Linked DNA regions of Zea mays: region 1 is linked to region 2. Evidence: chromatin contacts called from public Hi-C data. All regions are on one chromosome and are shown on one strand. Each heading gives the region's core, a stretch centred on a gene start, on an enhancer-like site or on the middle of the called end of the contact. The rest is flanking DNA. Distances are from core to core; before and after follow the strand shown. Region 1 holds the start of LOC103635678 (pyruvate, phosphate dikinase 2-like). Region 2 holds the start of LOC100272847.

Region 1 (4,660 bases), core at 1,094-3,593, 270 kb before region 2:
CCAGGTGACGCCGGTAGGCCCGTGGCAATGACTTGGTCCTTGTACGCCGATGGGTTCTCAAACTGGGTTTTCCACAAGAGAAGAAGAACAAAAAAAAAGGTATCAATGCATGTCAACTGCTTAATGGTTAATACTACTGATTTGATAAGTCGTCCATATCCATATATATATGCATGGTTCTTGACGATTACCTGAGGATGGAGAAGCTGGTCCAGGTGGCCTGGCTCTACCATCTTGATCGCCGCACGGCGCTCAACAAGGCCCTCGTTAACCATGTCCACGGCGATCTTTACGGCGCTTTTGCCCGTACGTTTCCCTGTCCTGCACTGCAACATCCACAGCCTGCTCTCCTGAACAGTAAATTCGATGTCCTGCATCACACACATCAATAGAAACAAGTCAACCTGAGTTCATATGATGCAGAGGGATGGTGTGGTACTTAAAGGGGGGGGGGGGGGGGGGGGGGGGGGGGTGAAAAGCTAATTAATGTACGTGCCTGCATTTCTTTATAGTGGCTCTCCAGTATCCTGCAGTTCTCGACTAGCTCTTTGTAGGCCTGTGGCATAACGTCCTTCATGGCATCAAGATCCTCCGGGGTTCTGATTCCAGCAACCACATCCTCGCCCTGAATATATAGTAGGGAAACAGAATAATATATTTCACATGTAAGCTAATACACTCCACAGCATCTTTAACAGGGGAGAGCAATGCAATGGAAGCCTGAGGTCACATACACACACACCTGAGCATTCACCAGGAACTCGCCGTACAGCTTCTTCTCTCCGGTGTTGGGGTTCCTAGTGAAGAGCACGCCGGTGCCAGAGGTGTTCCCCATGTTGCCGAACACCATGCACTGCACGTTCACGGCGGTGCCTCTGAGGCCGGTGATCTGGTTGATGCTCCTGTACTTCTTTGCCCTCGGGCTCTCCCACGAGTCGAACACGGCCAGCACTGCCAACTCCAGCTGCCTCTTGGGGTCTGCAGCAGGGAGCTTCAGTGTGTCAGGTCGCTGGGTGACTGAGGATATGCATGGAATTAATGGAACACACACACACACACACTGCACCTGAGGGGAATGGCTCTCCCTTAGCCTCCACGTAGACGTTCTTGTACTGGCTCACCAGCTCTTTGAGGTCGGTGGCGGTGAGGTCGGTGTCGTTCTTCAGCCCCTTGGCTTTCTTCATGGCTTCAAGCTTCTCTTCGAACAGCGCGTGGGGGATGTCCATCACCTGGTGTGGTAAGTAAATAAAAAAGGATCCGATAAGAAAATCTGATGTGTTTTCACTCTGCGGTGGCCGGTGGTGGGATCGATTGTGTGTTTCCTCCAGTCCGACAAACCAAGTTTAACGACGTGGGCTCCAAAATCTGACAAGGACGTCTACGTGAATTCTGCCTCTTGGGTTCTGACCTGACGAAACTATGCCCACCTTTTAATTTGTTTTGTTTTTACCTCACCGATGGCGATTTGCGTCTGTGTGACAGAAACATGTTCGTTCGTTCCTCAGGTAATGGAACTGTTAAAGTCGTTTAGTTTTTATATATATGAAGTTTATAAAAAATAATAGTAAAAACCAGCCACGTTCGTTTAGCCCAAGGGAAAGCGGCTGGCCACATACCCTGGTCTATAGCTAGCAATTAGCAAACAGACAAAGAAAAAAAAAGAACTCCAGCCTTGGTGGACCGATCAGGTTGGAGGGAGCTAGGAGTAGAATACTAGTTAGTACTCACGACGTTGCCGAACATGTCGAGGAAGCGGCGGAAGGAGTCGTAGGCGAAGCGGTCCCCGCTCTTGGCCGCCAGCCCGGCTGCCACTTGGTCGTTGAGCCCCAGGTTGAGCACCGTGTCCATCATCCCGGGCATGGACACCGCGGCGCCGGAGCGGACGGAGAGCAGGAGCGGGCGCCGCGGGTCGCCGAGGGCGGCGCCCATGTACTCCTCCACCCACCGCAGGCCGTCGAGGACCTCCGCCCAGAGCCCCGGCGGGAGGGCGCGCCCGGCCTCCTGGTACTGCTGGCACGCCTCCGTCGACACCGTGAACCCCGGCGGCACCGACAGCCCGATGCTCGCCATCTCCGCCAGGTTCGCGCCCTTGCCGCCCAGCTGCATGTACGTAGTAGTAGTATTCATCATCAGCGTGCATACATATGCATACATGCAGTAGCAAAGCAAGCGAATTGAATACAGAAGAAGGACCCTCTCACCAGCTCCTTCATGTTCTTGTTGCCCTCGCTCTTGCCCTTGCCGAAGTGGAACACCCTCTGCGACGAACGGCCACATGGAGCGGGCGCCATTAGCACGGCAAAGCAAAGCAAACAACACTGATCAGTGACAAGATACAACAACGGGCGCTGTGGCTGATGACGAAGCAGCAGGGCCTGCGCCGGGCTCTATTTATAGCAGCGGCAGTAGGCAGTAGGCAGCCGGCCCCGCGCTCGTGTCTGATGATGTGACACTGACAGGCGGGAGCCCAAATCATGCAAGCATGTACGTACGCAACACTTTTTTTTATTTTTTATTTTTCACAAACCCAGGGGAAGCCCCTGGTATATATAAAAAACAAATAAAATAGGCGAAGAAGCGTTCGGGCACAAAATCGGTTGGGCAAAAATCCATGCTCGGATGGGCTTTTACACGTACGCACCCAGCTAACCGGATGCATATCCGGACGCCCGGTAACCTCACCCCGCGTCACTGCCACTGCCTCGCCCCTAGTGCCCCCCTCCCTTTCTGTTTCGTCGATGCAATGTGTGCGTGCGTGTGTTGCTTGCCTTCGTGAACAGATGCAATGTGTGCGTGGCTGTGGTTGTCAGTCTACCAAGCCGCTTCAAAAGCATAGATACACACGGGTAATAAATATTTTAACAAATAGCTTGTGATCGAGTGTAAGAAGATTGGTAATCTACTAATGCGAAATTAGCGTGAGCGTCGTCTTCTATCTTGAGGAGCAAAATTAGCATGCATTTCTGCCATCTATATAATGGCATCAAGGATGTTTTGCCTCATGCAGGTAGGCTCTCGATCGGTCAATGAAGCTAGAGAAGCGCTAACTGAAGCTTGAGTACTGGTCAGTAAATGCATGGCCTGCCAAGGCCCAACCCTGGTTACCATACCTGGTGTGCATCCAGCCAGAGAAAGAAAGAAAAAAGAAAAGAAAAACTGAAAACTGATGAATTGCTCACGCTGGCTGCTAGCGTCCGTCCAAGCGCCGCTTCTGTGTGTGACTCACGCTGTCGTGTCAGCCGCACGCATGCGTGACGCGCGGTACGCGCGCAGGCGCAGACGCAGACGCAGACGCAGACGCAGACGCAGACGCAGACGCGGCGCGCGCTTTCTGTTTCAGAAGGACGACGACGCCGCGTCGTCGTTGGTCGCTTGCTCGAGTAGTCGAGTGCTCTCGGACGACGATGGAAGGCTAGTTGAATAGTTAGTTGATCGATCAGTAGAGCTTGTTAGAAATCTCCTCTTTTTTTTTATTCGTCGATCGTATCAGTAGCCTCGGACGATGGGATCGAAACTTAGGCGTTATTTGTTTCGAATTATAATCTCTCTAAATTATATAATCCAGCACAAATAATCTAATAGGTAAACAAGCACATATATTATGAGTTCATATTATATAATCTAAAGTCTAGATTATGATAATCTCATAATCTCCTCAAGAGTAGCTTATTTGAGATTATTTTGACAAAATACCCACTTAAATAGAAATTATAATATATGTTATCCTTCTTTTCTCACCTCAAATAAACAAACAAGGATATTATTGTCTTTATGAATAGTCTATATTCAGTGGCGGACCCAGCTACTATATTTAGGGTGTGCCAAGAAAAAAAAATTAAAAAAACAAACAAAAAATAAGGATCAACAAGACTCGAACCTTGACCACCAAGTTTAAAATATAGCACTTACACCACTATGCTAACTACACTTTGATTTTAGGATGTGCCGTGGACCATATGGACCACCCGCTGGGTCCGCCCCTGTCTATATTTATATAATCTAGACTACTAAACAACTACATATAAATTATAATATGTCTAGATTATAATCTAGATTATATAATTTAGATTATAATCCAGATTATATAATCTATAAGCTGAAACAAATAGATCCTTAACTACACGCCCTAGATGCAGGCAAGGACCATTATTTTCCCCCCTTCTAGTATATTTTAATTATACCGTCTTTTCTCATCAGGACTCAGGCGGAGCGTGCATACGTGCGATCCGATCGTGTCTTGACTTGTGCAACGTCACTTGAGTTATGCGAGTAGCTGGACAGCAATAGATATGAGAGGGAAAAACGGTTCTTTTGGAAGTAGAGTAGTTGTTTGGTTGGTAGTACGTAGTAGCAGTCGTATATGTGTGTGTGGCGACTATCACCTACTAGTAGGTTAAAGCTGTTTCCGGTTCAAATTCATACAGTTGTCGTATGTCCTAGAATTCAGGAAAACGGGTTTTTAGAAAACAGGTCCTACAAGCTCGTTTGGTTAGGAGAAGATTAAATCATTTGTGGTTAGTTTGGAAACTACATTTTCCCATGGTATTTCTGTTTACACATGGAAAAATGAACTAATTTTCCTTAGGAAAATGGAAATCCTTTGAAAAAATGTGGTTTCTAAACTAGCCTTTGCTGGTCAAAATTAAGTGGAGAATGATTT
Region 2 (5,064 bases), core at 2,380-4,879:
TTTGGCGATTCATGCCAAAGGGGGAGAAAGTATTAGCCCAAAGCAAAAGGACCGCACCACCACCTAATTTTCAAACTAATGATTTTCAATTGGATTTCAAATTGGTATCTTATTGTGTTCAAAAGGGGGAGAAAGTAGTATTTCAAAATTGATATCTCAAAACCCTTTTGAACACTAAGAGGAGGCTTTCATTGAGGGGGAGTTTTGTTTTAGTCAAAGGAAAAGCATTTGAAACAGGGGGAGAAAATTTCAAATCTTGAAAATGCTTCGCAAAATCTTATTCATTTACCTTTGACAATTTGCAAAAGAACTTTGAAAAGGATTTACAAAAGAATTTGCAAAAACAAAACATATGGTGCAAGCGTGGTCCAAAATATCAAAAATAAAGAAACAATCCATGCATATCTTATAAGTATTTATATTGGCTCAATTCCAAGCAACCTTTGCACTTACATTATGCAAACTAGTTCAATTATGCACTTCTACACTTGCTTTGGTTTGTGTTGGCATCAATCACCAAAAAGGGGGAGATTGAAAGGGAATTAGGCTTACACCTATTTCCTAAAAGATTTTGGTGGTTGAATTGCCCAACACAAATAATTGGACTAACTAGTTTGCTCTAGTCTATAAGTTATACAGGTGCCAAAGGTTCACACTAAGCCAATAAAAAGACCAAGAAATGGGTTCAACAAATAGAGCAAGGGACAACCGAAGTGTGCCCTGGTCTGGCGCACCGGACTGTCCGGTGTGCCACCGGACAGTGTCCGGTGCACCAGGGCACTCGAGGCTGAACTCCTCACCTTCGGAAAAACGCAGAGGCGCTCCGCTATAATTCACCGGACTGTCCGGTGTACCACCGGACAGTGTCCGGTGCCCTAGGGGAGAGCGACTCTGAACTCGCCAGCTTCGGATTTCTGCTCCGCTATAATTCACTGGACATGTCCTGTGCACATCGGACTGTCCGGTGATCCAGCGGAGCAACGGCTACTTCGCGCCAACGGTCGACTGCAACACATTTAATGCGCGCCAGCGCGCGCAGAGGAGCAGAGCACGCGCGGGTGGCACACCGGACAGTCTACAGGACTTGTCCGGTGCACCACCGGACAGCCAGGCGGGCCCACATGTCAGAGCTCCAACGGTCGGAACCCAACGACCTGGTGACGTGGCTGGCGCACCGGACAGTGTCCGGTGGCGCACCGGACTGTCTGGTGCGCCATGCGACAGCAGCCTCCACCAAACGGCTAGTTTGGTGGTTGGGGTTATAAATACCCCCAACCACCCCACATTCAAGTCATCCAAGTTTTCCCACTTCAACTACTTACAAGAGCTCTAGCATTCAATTCTAGACACACCCAAGTGATCAAATTCTCTCCGAATTCCACACAAGGCTTTAGTGATTAGTGAGAGAGATTTGCTTGTGTTCTTTCGAGCTCTTGCGCTTGGATTGCTTCTTTCTTTCGTTCTTACTTGCGAACAACTCAATTGTAACCGAGGCAAGAGACACCAATTGTGTGGTGGTCCTTGCGGGGAAGTTTGTTCCCGTTTGATTGAGAAGAAGAAGCTCACTCGGTCCGAGGGACCGTTTGAGAGAGGGAAAGGGTTGAAAGAGACACGGTCTTTGTGACCACCTCAACGGGGAGTAGGTTTGCAAGAACCGAACCTCGGTAAAACAAATCCGCGTGTCACACTCTTTATTTGCTTGCGATTTGTTTTGCACCCTCTCTCTCGGACTTGATTATATTTCTAACGCTAACCCGGCTTGTAGTTGTGATTAAGTTTGTAAATTTTAGATTCGCCCTATTCACCCCCCCTCTAGGTGACTTTCACTTATGCACATGTAATACATGAATTCTAGAGCAAACTAGTTAGTCCATATGTTTGTGTTGGACATTCAACCACCAAAATTAATTGTAGGAAAAAGGTTAACCCTATTTCCCTTTCAAAAGGTTTCATCGAAATCCAAACCTTTGACTTGTGAGTACCCCTTGGCCACAAGTCGAGCATTGTTCCTTGTCACCACACCATGCTCATCCTATTTGTTGCGGAAGACCCATTTGGTTCCTGCAACATTTTGGTTAGGACGTGGAACTAAGTGAAAAACCTCATTCCTCTTGAAATTGTTGAGCTCCTCTTGCATTGCTACCACCCAGTCTAGATTTATAAGTACATCTTCAATCATCAAAGGCTCAATAGAATACACAAAAGAGTAATTTTTGTAAAAATTAGCAATTCAAGAGTGAGTGGTTACCCCTTTTGGATATCACCGAGAATTGAGTCGATAGGATGGTCTATTTAAATTGCTTGATGAACTCTTAGGTGTGGTAGTCTTTGAGCATGAATTTCCAGTTCATCCTCCTCCTCTTGCTCTTCTTCTTCATATCCCCTTGATCCATGCCACCATCTTGACCTTGCTCATTGTATTGAACTTGATCACCATCATCTTGAGCTTGCTCTTCATCCTAAGTTGGAGGAGATGCTTGAATGGAGGATGAAGGTTGACATGTTCCTTAGCGCGGTGCATGGGGCCTCCTCGTCATCTAGCTCATCAACATAAACTTTCTCTACTTGAGAGCCATTAGTCTAATCAAACGCAACGTCACACGAAACTTCAATTAATCTAATGGACTTGTTGAATACTCGGTATGCCCTTGTGTTTGAGTCATAACCAAGTAAAAAGCCTTCTACTGCTTTAGCATAAAATTTAGAATTTCTACCTCTTTTGACAAGAATTAATCATTAAATCCCAAAGATTCTAAAGTATGAAATATTGGACTTTTTACTGGTAAGGAGTTCGTAGGATGCCTTCTTGAGGATTTGGTGAAGGTAGAGTCAGTTGATGGCCTAAGAAGCGGTGTTGATTGCCTCCACCCAACACCGATCTGAAATCTTGTACTCCTCAAGCACGGTCCTCGTCATATCCATAAGATTTTTATTCTTTCTCTCTACAACACCATTTTGCTATGGTGCATAGTTTGAAGAGAACTCATTCTTGATTCCCTCCTACTCGAGAAAGCCTTCAATTTACGTATTTTTGAACTCCGTCACATTGTCGCTTCAGATATTTAATATGACATCTGTATTAAAAATATAAATTTACCACCTATCCATCCTACTCTACCTTTATTTATGTTTATGTGTCTATTACATTTTTATTATAAAATGTATATTAGGAATATATATATAAAATAGAAATGGTTTTGTTAGAAAAAAAAAGAAATAGAGTACCTCCACTCTTCACATCTCCCGAGGAGTCCCGGATCCTGTGTATCCAAAGTGTCCAATCACCAACCAGAATAAGCCACCCAATGCCACAAGCCCACAAACAATGCACTACGCTGCTTCCCAACCAGAGAGACGGCGAACAGCACCCGCACTCCGATCCACATGTGCATTGCCAATCGCGCGCCCTTCGCCTACGCCACAGCCCACAGGCCACAGCCAACAGCCGAGGCCGAAGCCGAGGCCGCCCGCGCCGCGCCGTGCCAACGCCTTCGCCTTCCCTGATGACCAGACGCGCACCGGCGCCTTCCCACGTCTGCACAGCGCCCACCGACAGCGACGCGGGCGCAATCCTCCAAAGTCCAAAGTCCAAACCCGTGGCGCGGGGCAGCCGAGCAGGGCGCGCCTCCGCCACCACAAAGAGACTTCGCGCCACACTAGCCTAATCCCCGCGCTGGCCCCTGGCGGGCAGATAACGGTCGCGGCACGGAAAGGGCGAGAGAGAAGGGCGCCAGAGCACTAGTACAGGAGGCGCGGAGCAGGAGGAAACACATGGCAGATGAAGGCGAGGAGGGGGTGCCGCCGGCCGCGATGGTGGGGGAGGCGCCAACCGAGGACTTTGGGCTGCCCGCTGAGCTGATGGCCGTGCTACCATCGGACCCGTTCGCTCAGCTGGACGTGGCGCGCAAGATCACCTCCATCGCGCTCTCGCACCGCCTCGGCCGCCTCGAGGCCGAGGCGGCGCGCCTGCGCTCGCAGCTCGCCGAGCGCGACGCCGAGGCCGAGGAGCTCCGCGAGCGCGTCGAGAAGCTCGACTCCGCGCTCGCCGTCGCCACCGGCCGCCTCCGCCGCGCTGAGGAGGAAAAGGTAATCACTAGTCAGTTTACTAGGCTCTGTTCGAGTGGCTGAGCTGTGCTTTCCGTGGCTGAGCTGTGCTTTCCGTGGAATGGTGGCTTCGTTCGGTCCCACTTGTCTGCGACTCTGGTCCCGCGACGCTTGCACCTGAAGTCACCACTATTCCAGCAATGTAGTGTAGCTGCGTGATATATGCTGCGCAATTTGGGCAACCGAAATTACTTGACAGTCGAATGCTTCTTCATGTTGTGATGTGATCGTGGACGATGGACGCACAGGAGACACTGCTGCGGGACAACTCTGCGCTGTCCAACACCGTTAGGAAGCTGAACAGAGATGTCGCCAAGGTACCAAAACACTATTGCCTTGCACTTAGGGAAGAACTTGATAGATTAGTTTGGAACAATTATGTAGCAATCTCATCATAATTTCAAACTGAACTTTGTAGTCCTTAACATTACAATGCAAAGAAAAAAAAAGAAAAAAAGAATGGCAACGGGAAAGGAAAATGTTAACCTGTACATAAGCCTTGATTGCTATAAATTCTAAACTTCATTATTAGTTGTGTACCTTACTGCCTATATTCTACCTTGTTGTGCAGTTGGAAGTTTTCAAAAAGACACTTGTGCAGTCGCTCCAGGAAGATGACAGCAGTGATGTAAGTCTGGAATTAATTCAGGCTGTGTCTTGTTAACTCGTTAACCCCCAAAAAAATGACTAGCATTTCAACTCTTCCCTTGTTTGTATTTGTACCTGAACTGATAGCGATTTCTCTTTTTAAATTACTTTTCCATAGAATACTGCTCCCAGGGCAAGCGTTGCAGCAACTTCAAACTTCTCTGCGCCATCAGGTACTACACTATTCTCGTGGTCCTTGTGCTTGGTCCACGTTATTCTAGCTCCCTAGGGTAATGTTGACTGTCAGTTTTTTTTGTCAGATGAAGATTCTGCATTTCCAACTTCCAAATCATCACAGATTTCAGAAACTGC

Evidence for each region. A called contact is a pair of places that touch in the nucleus more often than the background predicts.
Region 1: a contact with region 2 is called in a Hi-C map of ear, with 2.4 times the contacts expected there. The contact joins the promoter of LOC103635678 here to the promoter of LOC100272847 in region 2. A contact is called at or near these places in 3 of 25 Hi-C or Micro-C datasets (bundle sheath, ear and tassel).

The regions. Positions count from the first base shown.
Region 1 is chr8:109,316,950-109,321,609 of Zm-B73-REFERENCE-NAM-5.0, reverse strand. LOC103635678 (pyruvate, phosphate dikinase 2-like) reads right to left here and starts at 2,343. Exons shown (of 18, transcript NM_001358399.1): 1 at 2,202-2,343; 2 at 1,729-2,100; 3 at 1,067-1,229; 4 at 743-978; 5 at 497-625; 6 at 192-371; 7 at 1-62. The coding sequence starts at 2,291.
Region 2 is chr8:109,048,113-109,053,176 of Zm-B73-REFERENCE-NAM-5.0, reverse strand. LOC100272847 reads left to right here and starts at 3,629. Exons shown (of 9, transcript NM_001147300.1): 1 at 3,629-4,086; 2 at 4,353-4,421; 3 at 4,676-4,732; 4 at 4,871-4,925; 5 at 5,013-5,064. The coding sequence starts at 3,772.